2 separate regions of the Mus musculus genome follow, and region 1 is linked to region 2. The links are chromatin contacts, called in public Hi-C maps. All regions are on one chromosome and are shown on one strand. The core of a region is the stretch at or near the end of the contact, and the rest is flanking DNA. Distances in the headings are between cores, read along the strand shown. Region 1 holds the start of Megf9 (multiple EGF-like-domains 9). Region 2 holds the start of Zfp189 (zinc finger protein 189).

Region 1 (6,454 bases), core at 1,067-3,566, about 21 Mb before region 2:
AATAGCAATTGAAACGTTAAGTGACAATAGAGTATAATTGGTGTGTCAAAAGGCTCTGTTTAAAAAAAAAAAAAAAACAGTTCTGTTTGATCTGTTTAAAGAATTAATGGCCTCATTTTAAAGACAAGGAAACTGAGGTTCAGAGAGGAAACTTGATCCAAGTCTGTGGCTCTAAAGGACCCAAGCTTTCCTTCCCTGTGAGCACAACAGGATCTCTTTCAGATTAATCAGCATGTTTTACTGCTCACTGCTAGGCACTGGAACATAGAGCTGGGTGAAATAGACAGGCAGGGGTATTAATCACAAGTTCTAGTCCTGAGGTTGCTGAGTGCCCAGGAGAAGTAATTAAGTCATGTGGGTGGTTCATTTTATTTGTAGTACTTATGTCTAAAAGCCATCATTAATCCTTTTAGGAAGAGGCAGGGGTTGATAGATCAGGGTTATAAACAAAGGCCGGTAGGGAACTAGGGAGGGATTAACTCCCACTCAGAAATCCAAGTCCTAGAGGATGTGGCATTTTGGTTGGGGCTGAGGAACCAAAAGAATACAGGGGAGGGACACACCATGTCCACTCCCTTCCTAAAGGCAAGTAAAAATAGAACTATGGTCAATTCTTGCTAAATATTTGTCTTTAGAACAGTTACATGGCCCTCTCATTTAGTCCCTTATTTCTTACATAGGTAGGCCTCTAAAGACACACCCAGAAACAACCTCACATTGAAAAACAGAAAATTCACACAAAACACACACCAGTGTGCATGCATTAATATCTTAAACATATCACATGAAAATACAAGTTCTTATATTTGCAGACTCACACATACAATCTTCACAGAGAGACTTACAAATGTGTTTATGCTTTCATACACAAGCTCCAACATATCCTCTCCCCACCCACTACTCACTCAGGCAAATAAATGCATGCTTTTGTTAACACACAGGAGTTCACACACAAATCTCATCCTGCCTGTCTGGTTAGAGGAGAATGACTAATGGGAAATCATGCACAAAGGCAAGCATCCTAGGAGAGGCCACGACTGGGTTTACAGTGAGGCTGTTGGGATGGAATTAAGCCATCAGATGACAAACTTGTCCTGCCAGATTGCACCTAAAAGTTGCTCAGCTGAGGCTACCATGTCCCGCAGCGCTGGATCCTGGGTGATGGTGCAAGTTTGCCTGCCTGATTTCCAACTTCCTCCAGAGTTTAATGTCATCCAGGGTCAAGCTCTGTTATCAGCCCAACCCCAATGCAGGCAACAGGCAGGAATCTCTGGGGACTCAGAGGCAATGCGGGCTGCTTTCCAACCTTAGGCTTGTCCTGACATAGTGCAACCCCAAGTGGTTAGCATTAATGACGGTTTACAACCGTGGGCCAAGCATTGGGTTAAACCCTTCAAGTACATGATTTCATTTTCACAACTCTGTGAGGGGGATGGGGTGTGCCCTCTCATCTCACCATTTACGTGGTTAAGAAAACTGCTTGAGCCACAAAACCACTCAGCAAGAGAGACAAGGAGCTGAAATTCAACCTGGTCATATTCTATTCTTTCCGAGGTTCTGAGCATAAACTGTGCATGCCAGTTTGTCTCCTCCACACCCTCTTGTGCTCAGGATGGGGCTCCAGGCCGTCCCATCTGGCTTAGTGCAGGCCCATGCCATCAGCAGGTGCTTAGTGGGGGCACAGAAGTTGGCTTGCTGAAGCCATCAGCAAGAGCTTTAATTTCCCCATCTCTGAAATGGGGTTGACAGTGTTGATACCGCAGGGCCAAGGCCGGCTGTCTTGAGCAACAGAGTGAGAGCCGAGCTCCATCTAATATATTAGCTGCCACCACCCTCGCCCGTCGCGGGGATGTAACCCAGCCCCCGCCCGAGTCCGGGTGCGGTTCCGGCGCCCCCATTGTTCAGAAGGGTGGAGACGCTGTCCACAGGGGACTCCCCGCCCCGGGTCCAGCTCGCAGCCCAGTGGAACAGATGATTTGGCCTGGAATCTGCCGCGCGGGCCGCGTCCTTTGTCTGCTCGGCGGCGTTGGATGCCCAAGGCCCGCGCCCCGCTCTGTGGGTAGACAAAGCCGGAGCCGCAGCGAACCCAGCCGGCTCCAACACCTCTCGCGCCTCCCGACGTCCCGCCCTCTTCCCTTGGAGTCCTCTGATTGGTCTGCGCCGTTACAAAGAGGCCGGGGAGCGGGCGGATCACGTGGGCCAACGCGGCTTCCGATTGGCCAGGCTTCGCTGCCTATCGAGGAGGGCGGGCAGTGCGCGCTCCGCCCAGTCGCTCCCTCCGCGTTGAGGCCCGCCCGCGGGGCCGGCCGCCTGTCAGAGGGAGGTGGCGATGGTGCTCTTGGTGGCGGCAGCGGCGGCAACGCTTTCCTTGGTCGGACGGCAGGGAGGAGAAGATGACTGACCGATCGACTGGATGAATGAATGAATGGCGGAGCCGAGCGCGCCATGAGGAGCCTGCCGAGCCTGGGCGGCCTCGCCCTGTTGTGCTGCGCGGCCGCCGCAGCCGCTTCCACAGCCTCGGCAGGGAATGTCACCGGTGGCGGCGGGGCCGAGGGGCAGGTGGTCCCGTCGCCCAGCCCGGGGCTTCGGGACCAAGCCAGCAGCCCCTTCCCTAAGACCGCGGCTCCCACCGCGCAGGCCCCGCGGACCGGTCCCCCGCGCACCACAGTCCGCAAAACCGGGGCTACAACCCCGTCAGCCGGCTCCCCGGAGATCATTCCTCCTCTTCGCACCAGCGCACAACCCGCTGCCACCCCCTTCCCGGCTCTGGACCTCTCGCCCGCCACCCCTTCGGAGGACGGACACACTCCCACCACGGAATCACCACCCTCCAGACCCGCGCCCACCACCCTTGCGAGCACAGTTGGCCAGCCGCCGACCACCTCTGTAGTCACCACCGCTCAGGCTTCCAGCACTCCAGGGACCCCAACTGCCGAGTCCCCGGACAGAAGCAGCAACAGTAGCGGAGTCCCGCCCACCGCACCTGTCACCGAAGCCCCTACTTCTCCTCCCCCAGGTGAGTCCTCTGGACCTTCCCCCAGGCACTGCCTATTTACACACCGGCCTCGTCACCCTGGCCGCTTCTTGCCCAAGAGCTTCCCAAGGGAAGATCCGAGCTCCAGTTAAAGTAAACCCCCAATCCCTCCAAATCTAGAAAGTCTTTTGTCCCCCAACCTGGTGCCATGCTCCATCCAGAGGGAGCTGCTGCTATATGGAAGGCTTAGGGTCTCTTCCTAAAACAGGGTTTTCTGGCCTTTGTCAGAGTCCCAGAATGGACACAAACTTTTGTATTGGATCCGCCCAGAAGGCCACCCTACCTGGGATATTTGGGGGAAAGTTTGAAAGCTAGGATGGTGCTTTATCAATGCGCAGGTAAAAACCTTTACGGGATTCCCCCAGATGAACAATGTAGTTTGCTTACAAACAGAAACGGCATTGTAGTCCGTGTTTTCTCTGCAAATAAGTAGATTTTATAGGTCATTTGGGACAGGTGTGTATCTAGGTTGAGCAAGTTTATAAATTAGGTTAAATCCCTTCCTTGCACCACTTCATTCTGTCTCAGTTCCAAGGTCAGTAATTGAGCAAATGCCATTTGAGCAGGGATGCCCATCTTTGCCCCTTTTTAAAGTAGGATGTTCATTACTGCTGATGCTGACATGCCAATTTCTGTTTGAACTCACAATAGGAAATGCAGCTCTTCTGCTGGTGAAAGTGTTCAAGCAAAGTTAAGATACAACTGCTGTTCTTTCACCCTTTTGCATCTTAAATAGGCCAGGAACTCAACCAATAAGGCCTACGTCTTTAAGAAATTCAGCAAGTTTTCTGAGATCTTTTGCTTTGCATTGGGGTGGAGATTTGCCCAGAGCACTTACTTGTCTAGCTTGATCTGATTGTTGACCTAATTCTTAGGCTCAGTGGTTTACTGTGGAGTCAGGTATGAAGTTTGGACTATAATTGAGTTGGTAGAAGATTTTCCCAGATGGTTAAGCCTTGAATCGTATGTTGGAGCTTGGCAAAGGCACAAGTAGGAATGCAGATTATTCACCCCCAAAAGCCACATTTGGATCTCTTTTAGCTTCAAGGAATGTACTAACTAGCTAGTTTTTAAACCTTTCATGCTTTTTAGCTTTTTATAAAGAGAGATTGACATATTACTAAAAGTTAGACTAGTACCTAAGTCTAGACTCTCGAGTCCATTTTTAGGTTTGAATTCCATCTTATTGCCCCCCTTTGTCAACATAAGTATGGACAGGTTCTTGTGATCTTACTTTCTTCAACCTTCAGATGCAGGTTATCATAGTCCTTATAGGTTTGCTGTGCAAATTATGTAGAATGGACTGAGTGTGTATACTACACATGTACTGAGGAAGCAAATACAAGAGGATCAGGAGTTCAAAGCCAGCCTAGGCTACATAATACATTTAATACAACCTGGAGTGAATGGCAAGACTCAAGAAAGAAAGAAAAACAGTAGAGAGAGGTTAGGAGAAGAGAGAAGAAAATTCACTAAGTCAATGTATACCTAACTAGTGCTTAGAATAGTTCCTGTGCTTGATAAGCACCTGTGTGTTGTGTTTTATTTATGACCAGCTCTGTTTTCTGATTCGAAAAATATGGAGAAGCCAAGTGGGGATTTGTGACTTCTATACCTTGTTTTAGTAAATAGAAAAAGGATGAGTTAGAATGTCTGGAGTTTTAAGCACATAATATTTAACTAGCAATTGCTTCCTTTTGATAGTATCTGATAAACATACAGTTAATGTCATTTCACTTTTGACATTTTAAGAACACAAAGATAATCCTTATTGCCAAAAAAGATAATCAGAAACCTAAAAGAAAATGACAACAGTCATTCCTCCACTGCTCTCTAGTTCTGGTTCCTAGTGGACCTAGAGGTTACTCCTCATAGCAGTTTGTTCCATCTTAAAAGTTTTCTTTCTGGGCATATATCAACACAGTTGTATTTTCAAATAAGCTTTAGGGCTCAGGGGTAGAAACTTGTTTAATATGAATAATCACCATCAAAACTTAACTAGTTAGTAATTTGTAAAATTAAAATGGAAATATATATATATATATTTCCATCTTGATATAGTCACTTAACTATGTAACATAATTTTTAATTTTTAAAAAATTTTTTTCATGTAAGTACCTTGGTTCTGCCTGTATTCCTTCCAATAGTATTTTTCATTGTAAATATGGACAGAGAAAGTGGACTTGTTTAACCAGTTTGTTATTAATTCATTTAACAGTTCCATATATATATATATATATATATATATTGCTTTGAAAAGCACAGAGAATTCATCATGTATTTATTATATTCTCTGATAGTTTGATACCAAATCAGCACTTAGAATTTAAATCAATTTTAAGTGAAACCAAACTGGGTTCATGGATATTTACCATTTGAACTGTTTTTCATAATTTCTATAGGCCATAATTTCTATATGGCTGTCTTTCTGTAGCAAACACTTCAGGATATCAAATTGAGGTCATTCACCTTTGTGTAAATAGTGTGTCACTTAGAGTCTTCTGTGAATTCATTTACAGAATTGTCTGTGTTTAGTTCTCAGTAGCTTGACTGACTTTGTGGCCTACTGGTATTCAATTTTAGCCTTACAGTGATATATTCAAGGTGACTTTTTAATTATCGCATGGACTCCAATATACTTTAGATAGTAAGTATAGCTCTTCAGCAGAGGAAAAACTTCTATATGAATTTGAAAGAGCTGATTTGGCTTGCAAAGCTGGATTTCCTGCCATTGGGCAAGATGGTTGTAGAATTTTATTTCAACATTTCTATGAGAACTGGTTACCGTCTAATATATCTTTTGATTGGGAAGGTCTTTTAAACTGCTATAGGAATCAGTAAAAAAATTCCTTCCTAGAGATTTAGCTGAAAGCTCTTACTACCAGTCAGTTGGGATCCCATTGTTTACACAGGACACTGATCTACAAACTGAAACTAGTTACCCAGCAAGCACTTTTCTCTCACAAACCTGGTATAACACTATACTGATTGGTTGGATAAAGGGTGGATGGAAAAGCTGTGATCTTACTGGAGAGTTATAATCAGCAGTAAGGCCCTGAGCTAGTGACAAATGCTTTCGTGTTTGTTTTACATGGACTAATTAGGATCCTAGAACCCACTAAAGCCCAGCATAACTCTACATTTTAAGAAATACTTCTATAGGCTTAGGTAAAAGTCTCTGCCTTAGCTAACATTTGACTAGATGGATTGTGGCCTTTGAAAACATGTCCAAGTCTGTTTTCACTGTGCACGTCTTCCGATTTGAGGGGTGTAGTTGTACTCTTGAGTACAAATAATAGCTTTGCTTCTTCAATTCGTCTTTCTTTCACATGGCTTCATATTTCTTCACTATCCTGGTCACCTCTATTCTGAACCTTTTCAGCTTTCTGTAACTTCCCTAGAACACAGAGCAGAGCTGAA
Region 2 (5,881 bases), core at 2,980-5,479:
AGTCACTGAAATAACAACCAAAGAACTGAGTGATTAGCTATTATCTTTATCATCAAGGTTACTATTAAAAATTTGAAGATAAAAAAATCATCATGAAAAGGTATGAAGAGCCAATACTATAAAGAGATATGTTTTGAAAACTATCAGATGAAGTGGATAATAGTACATTGGAGCAGAAGAGCACAGGGATCTGGGGTTAAGGGAGCACTCATCAAGGTAGGGAGCACTCATCAAGGTAGGGAGCACTCATCAAGGGAACGGAAGCAGCATCTATTGAAGAGACCGTGGAAGGAGTAAAATAAAGAACAGTGAGAAGCTGTACTTGATATTAAATAAAGAAAAGAGCTGAACTTGTTCAGCTTCCAGTGTGATAGAAAATTAAGATTTTTATCCCTTAAAGTACCAGAAACCATCAAAAGTTTTAAACATATACAAGTACAAAATCATCTTGGTGGTGAGAACTTAGTGTAGTTAGTGCTAAGCAGTTTAGTGTTGAGGCAATAATCCAACCACGAGCAACAGTTTTTAAATTAACTTGTGTTCTTCCCCAGAAACATGACCATTCAAGCAGCATGTGATTCAGGCCTAGCTTTATGGTAAGTGCTGGAAACATGCAATGAAAAAGACAGTTACTGCCCTCAGTGCTGACCAGTGTGTCCTAAGAATGAACATAAAGAATGGTTTGCAGAATGATAGAAATGGCAGTCAAGACAAAGTAGTAAAGAGGGGGAACTTCACTGTGCAGAGGAGACTCCTGAGACTTGTCAGACATAACTTACATTGTTTCCAAAAGAAGAAAACTGCAAATGTGATACTCAATAGAGGTGAAAAGAAAAAATATCAATCAAATGAAGGGGGGGGGGGAGGTGGTGGTGTAAAACAGGAAACATCAACTAAGACTGTCATTATTTTTATTATTCGCTGATCAGCATTTGAAGTACTTTACCTATATATTAGCCCAGTTAGAGAAACAACAACCTAAGAAGTACATGTTGTTACTATTTCCATTTACTGAAGAAAAATGAAAAGATTTCCCCACAGTCACGAAACTGGCAGTGGAAGAGGTCAGATTCACACGTAGGATGTAGGTGGGTGCCATATTACCTCTCATAGATGAGATTTACCATCGAGTGGTGGCAGCCAATGATCTGAGTACAGGGAAGGCCCTCTGAGCAAAGGGTATAGAGAGCAAGGAACACAAGCAAACAGAAAAAAAGCTATAAAGAGCTTTAAACAGATGTGCAGTGGGGGCATGCCTGAAGTCTCAGTAATTTGGGTGACTGGAGCAAGAAGATTGTGAATTTGAAGCCAGCCTGGGCTTTGAAGCAAAAACCTGTCTTAAAACAAAGTCATAAACATCCATAAAAAGGTAGAATAAGGTCCAAAATGTGTCTGAGGAGTCTGAGCAGGCAAGACAAAAATCACAGACATGAGAAGGTAGAGTTGTATAAAATACACAGGAATTAATAAAACCTTGACGGGCAAAAGAAATGTAGTAAGTCACAGAAAACAGCATGAGGGAGCCATTGGTCCAGTTAAGTTTCTTTCTTTCCCCCAAGTTGGGAAGACCATGATATAAATCTATATTAGAACAAGGGTTACTAAGGTAAAGAGCTGGGGCTGTACTTCACTGGTAGAGAAGATGTTTAGCATCAACAAGGCCCTAGGCTCGCTTGATCCTCCAGCCCAGCCTGGTCTATAGAGTGAGTTCCATGCCAACCGGGGCCTCACAGTGAGAACCCGTCTCAAAGAAGTCAAACCAAACCAAACTAAAACAAAAAGAAAACAAAAAACCCTCCTCACTAGATACTTGTAGGACACTGATCCTGCGATGCTTGGGAATCAGGTAGAAGGGGACAGAAGGGACAGATCTTATAAAAGATACATGATTTGAAATTTGCAGAGTAAGTATAGCAATAGTATCAAAGTGGCCAGACAACATGCTGGCAATTAGAAGAGATCTTCACAAGTCGGGAGAACTGAAACCATGGGGGAGACATGAACACATCACGGGACGGAAAATGCATTATGAATGAATTGCTTCAAGTGGAAAGGTGAAGGAAAGACGGAAATGTAAGCTGCAGTTAGGCTCCACCAGGGCAAGAAGCAAGCCTTTCTGGCTCTTTGTTTAGTTGTCAACAGTGGTCAGAGACCAGGATACTGTGTTTTCAGACTTGCTTGTCATAACAAAATTAAGGCCAGAGTCAATGGTATGGAAAGCAGGGTTCCTGAAGTTTACAGGATCAAGACCCACTGCAGCTCACTCAATGACTGGGTTAAGCAGGGTGGTGGTGGTGGGGGGGTGGTAGTGGGAGGTGGTGGGGGTGGGAGGTAGTGGGAGTGGGAGGGTCGTGACAGATGATGATAAACAGGAGCACTGGGGGAAACAGGACTGCTGACCCCACATGAGGACATGCTCCTGGAAGGTGGAAAAATAAATGCTTTGGGACAAGCACTGGGAGAGCTGGGAGAACACTTAACTTCTGCCTCCCAGTCCTGAGACAAAGCAAGAGGAAGGAGGACCCGGGAGAATGAGCAGCCCCCACTTGAAGGTCTGCCAGAGAAGTGGTGTGCTCGGCTCTGTGCCAGCTTTCAGTGTAGGCCGGAGCGGTAAGGAACACTGTGTGATGAGCAGCCCAGGCTCCAGAAGGCAGAGTGAAAAGAGGGTGGGAGGAGAGCCGTGGGAAGATGAACCGGGAAGGAAAGTACAGAGCCAACAGAGCCGTCTGGGAATGAGATTCTGAAGCTGCCAAAGCCAGCCTTTGCTAACAAGGAAGCGAGGGAGACCAGAGTTGTAGAAAGATCCGAATCAGAAGGTTGGGACAAAATAGTGCTGGTGTCAGTTACACTGCTTGACGCATTCTGGGTTTAAGTGTTAGTACCTTATTAGATATTTTAGTTAGAAAAAGCGTGCATTCTTACCCAGCGAGACCAGCTTTCCGTAGCTGTCCATCATGACATCTTTATACAGGCTTCTCGGAGCTGGATCCAGATAACCCCACTCCTCCTGAGTAAGAAACATAGCCATAGCCTCAAATGTCAGCCACTGCTGGAATTGTTTTCTCTCTGTAGTCAGTTCCAGTGGTCTCTCCACTGAAAGTGGGAGAAGTTATTGTCACTTTACCATGCTCCCATTCACTAGGAGGAACACGGTAAGTAAGAGTTCCAAAAGGTGCTCAATTCATGGCACCTCACACTGAAAAGGATCTGGACTGGTCTAGATCCACGCCTTCCAAACTGAAGGTCTTCTCTGCTTTCGTTATTACACACTAATACCACGACTGTTTTTAGTTAACAGCCTTAAGACCACCCCAACGTTCCCTGGCCTCACTGTTCGCCCCAAGCTTCTACCCACACCAGCTTGGGACCCAATTCGACGCAGTTCCATTAGGTTTTCTAAACACTCACCTTGAGTTCAGACATTGTGCTAGCTGCAGAGGACAGACGAGATTTAAAAAAAAAAAAGAAGAAAAGAAAGAAAAAAGTGCCTCACCTGAGAAACTCATAAATGAGATCTAACTTGGAGCAGTCTTAATTTTCCCCAGCCGATTTATCAAGTTACTCTTGAAAAAAAGAAAAAAAGAAAGAAAGGAAAAAAGAAAAAGGGGCCTTGGGGAGTTTGTAAGTGAACTAAAAGCACCTTGCAGCAAGGGGTATGTCCCGCAGCAAGGGGTACACAGGAGTTGACTGGGGTCCTTTCTTAAGAGTTGTAGAAATGGCCAGGAGGGGGACAGGGGAAGAGGTGATGGCGCGGCCTTGCTGTCTTGGGAGTGGCGAAATAACGGAGATCTCTTGAAAGGGCAACTCACCTTTGGCTCCAGCGGTGGGCTTGGGGACGCCATCGCCTCGTTCAGGAATAGCAGCCACACGACATTGGGGCTCTGATGAGGCCTAGATGGCTGTTGGAAATAAGGCTCGGCGAGAAGGGGCTCACCGGATGGGTCTGGTGTGGTCCTGCCTCTGTCTCGGAGCGGTCAAGTTCCTAGGGGCATATCAGACGTTCTGTCTGGCTGTCCTCCAACCCCAAACCCAGTCCTCTGTCCCGCTGCCTAGCCTTAGGGTCTCCCTGTAATATCTCCTCCTTGTTGCCAATTCCTCCGCCTCAAAGTCAAGCTGCACTACTACCGACCACCCCCGGACCAGAAGGCGTTACCCGGAGCCTTCGCGGAACCGCTCCAACTACAACTCCCAACATGCCCAGGGAGCGAGCCACCGCCTTCTTCCGTAAATGGCAAGCGAACTACATTTCCCGGAATGCATAGGTCTGGGCAACGTCAGGGGCCGCTGAAGTAAGCTCTCATCTGATTGGCTGAGTCGGGCACGTCTGGCGCTCTTGGGTTGCTTGTCGAGAATGGCGGCGCTGATCGTGTCTCGGTTAGCAAGAAGAGGCTGGCTGTGGAAGCTTCCCTTGGCAACACGTAGAGAATTTTGGTCTCGATCCAGGTAAATCTGAGTGTTTCTCAATGGTCTAAGTTCCACGTAAGTAATCAGAAGCGGAGGGGACGAGTTCAGAGGGTTAAGATGGGACCCTGGTCCTGAGCCTTCAGGAGTTAGCGTGGAGTAGGGATCCGAGCTAAAAGCTTACGTTTCTGCGATTGGCAGGACCGCTTCTAACGGCAACACGGTGCGCTTTCCCAGATTTCACTGATGCATACAACAAATAGTTTCTAAATGCCTTCCGTGTCTCTAAGTGTGTACCCAGCAGTACTCTCTTTCCCACGCTTTAGTTCCACACGGGAGGGAACTGAGGCCCACTGAAGAGAAGCACGCACATGGTGGATCCAGAAGCCCCGTGACTTAACTGCTTATCCACAGTTTTCCTCACTGCATCCTGTGGGATCTATGTATATTACTTAGATAATATTTAGGGCCTGAAAATTTAACCGCTGGGACCTCAGAGAACAACGAACGTATTAAGTTAGAAGTTTGAATCCTCACCCCATGTATTAACTCTAACCTTTCCCTGGTTAGTGTCAGATGTCCCAAGTTCATTTCTTTTTTTTTTCACTCAACAGATATTTTAGTGTTTACTATATGATAAATATTAAAGATAAAGTGGTTAATTAGACCAAATCTTTGTCCTCATAGGAGAAGGGGGGCAGTTGGTGATAAACTGTTCATTTTTCAGGTAACCGTTCTTTAAGGTGTAAATGGATGTAGTGATGTATATTCACATAGAGGAGAGATTTCAGCAGTCAGGCCAATCCCACCTTTTTACATCCCTTTTTGCGTTCTGTTTGTTTGTTTTGTTTATTGTCAATCATCATAGCTCTGTGTTAGAATTTTAAATCTTGAAGCATAATTTCTTCCATGTTTTTCTTGCTCATGATTGCTGCAGCTATTCGTAATTTAAGATTGCTCTTTATGTCTTTGGGAAAAGCCATTCGATTTTTTTGAGTTAAGTATTTAAGTAGTGCAGACATGGAACAGTCATTGAACATGGACTGTCTCTTCATTTATATGTGTGTTTTCTGTTTCTTTCATGGATGGTTTAGAGTTTTAGAGTATAGATCTTTAACCTGCTTGGTTATTTTTTCCTAAATATTTTTTTCCTGCTGTTATAAACAAACCAGATTTCTTGATCATTTGGGGGGGGGTGATTTATTATTTCTCTAGAGAAACCACTGATTTTATTGAGGATTTATTTTATTTATGTCCATATGTGTATGTATAAATATATGTGTGCTGATACTCTCGGAGGACAGAAGAGGGCGTCAGATCCCCTGAGTTTGGTGTTACAAGAGATTGTGAGCTAGCAGCCTGAGGTGGGTGCTGAGGACTGCACTCTGGAAGAGCAGCGAGTTCTCTTAACTTCTGAGCTCAAAGCTCTCCAGCCCTCGACTTCTGACTCTTTATTAAATGTCTCTGATTGCTATTGACT

Evidence for each region. Hi-C and Micro-C count contacts between places; a contact is called where the count stands out from the background.
Region 1: a contact with region 2 is called in a Hi-C map of CD8 T cells, with 6 times the contacts expected there. The contact joins the promoter of Megf9 here to the promoter of Zfp189 in region 2. A contact is called at or near these places in 1 of 39 promoter capture datasets (pre-B cells) and 1 of 484 Hi-C or Micro-C datasets (CD8 T cells).

Annotation. Positions count from the first base shown.
Region 1 is chr4:70,530,790-70,537,243 of GRCm38.p6, reverse strand. It overlaps Megf9 (multiple EGF-like-domains 9), which reads left to right and starts at 2,316. Exons shown (of 6, transcript NM_172694.2): 1 at 2,316-3,016. The coding sequence starts at 2,422.
Region 2 is chr4:49,519,524-49,525,404 of GRCm38.p6, reverse strand. It overlaps Zfp189 (zinc finger protein 189), which reads right to left and starts at 4,229. Exons shown (of 3, transcript NM_145547.3): 1 at 3,810-4,229; 2 at 2,923-3,007. The coding sequence starts at 3,842. It overlaps Mrpl50 (mitochondrial ribosomal protein L50), which reads left to right and starts at 4,322. Exons shown (of 2, transcript NM_178603.4): 1 at 4,322-4,443. The coding sequence starts at 4,352.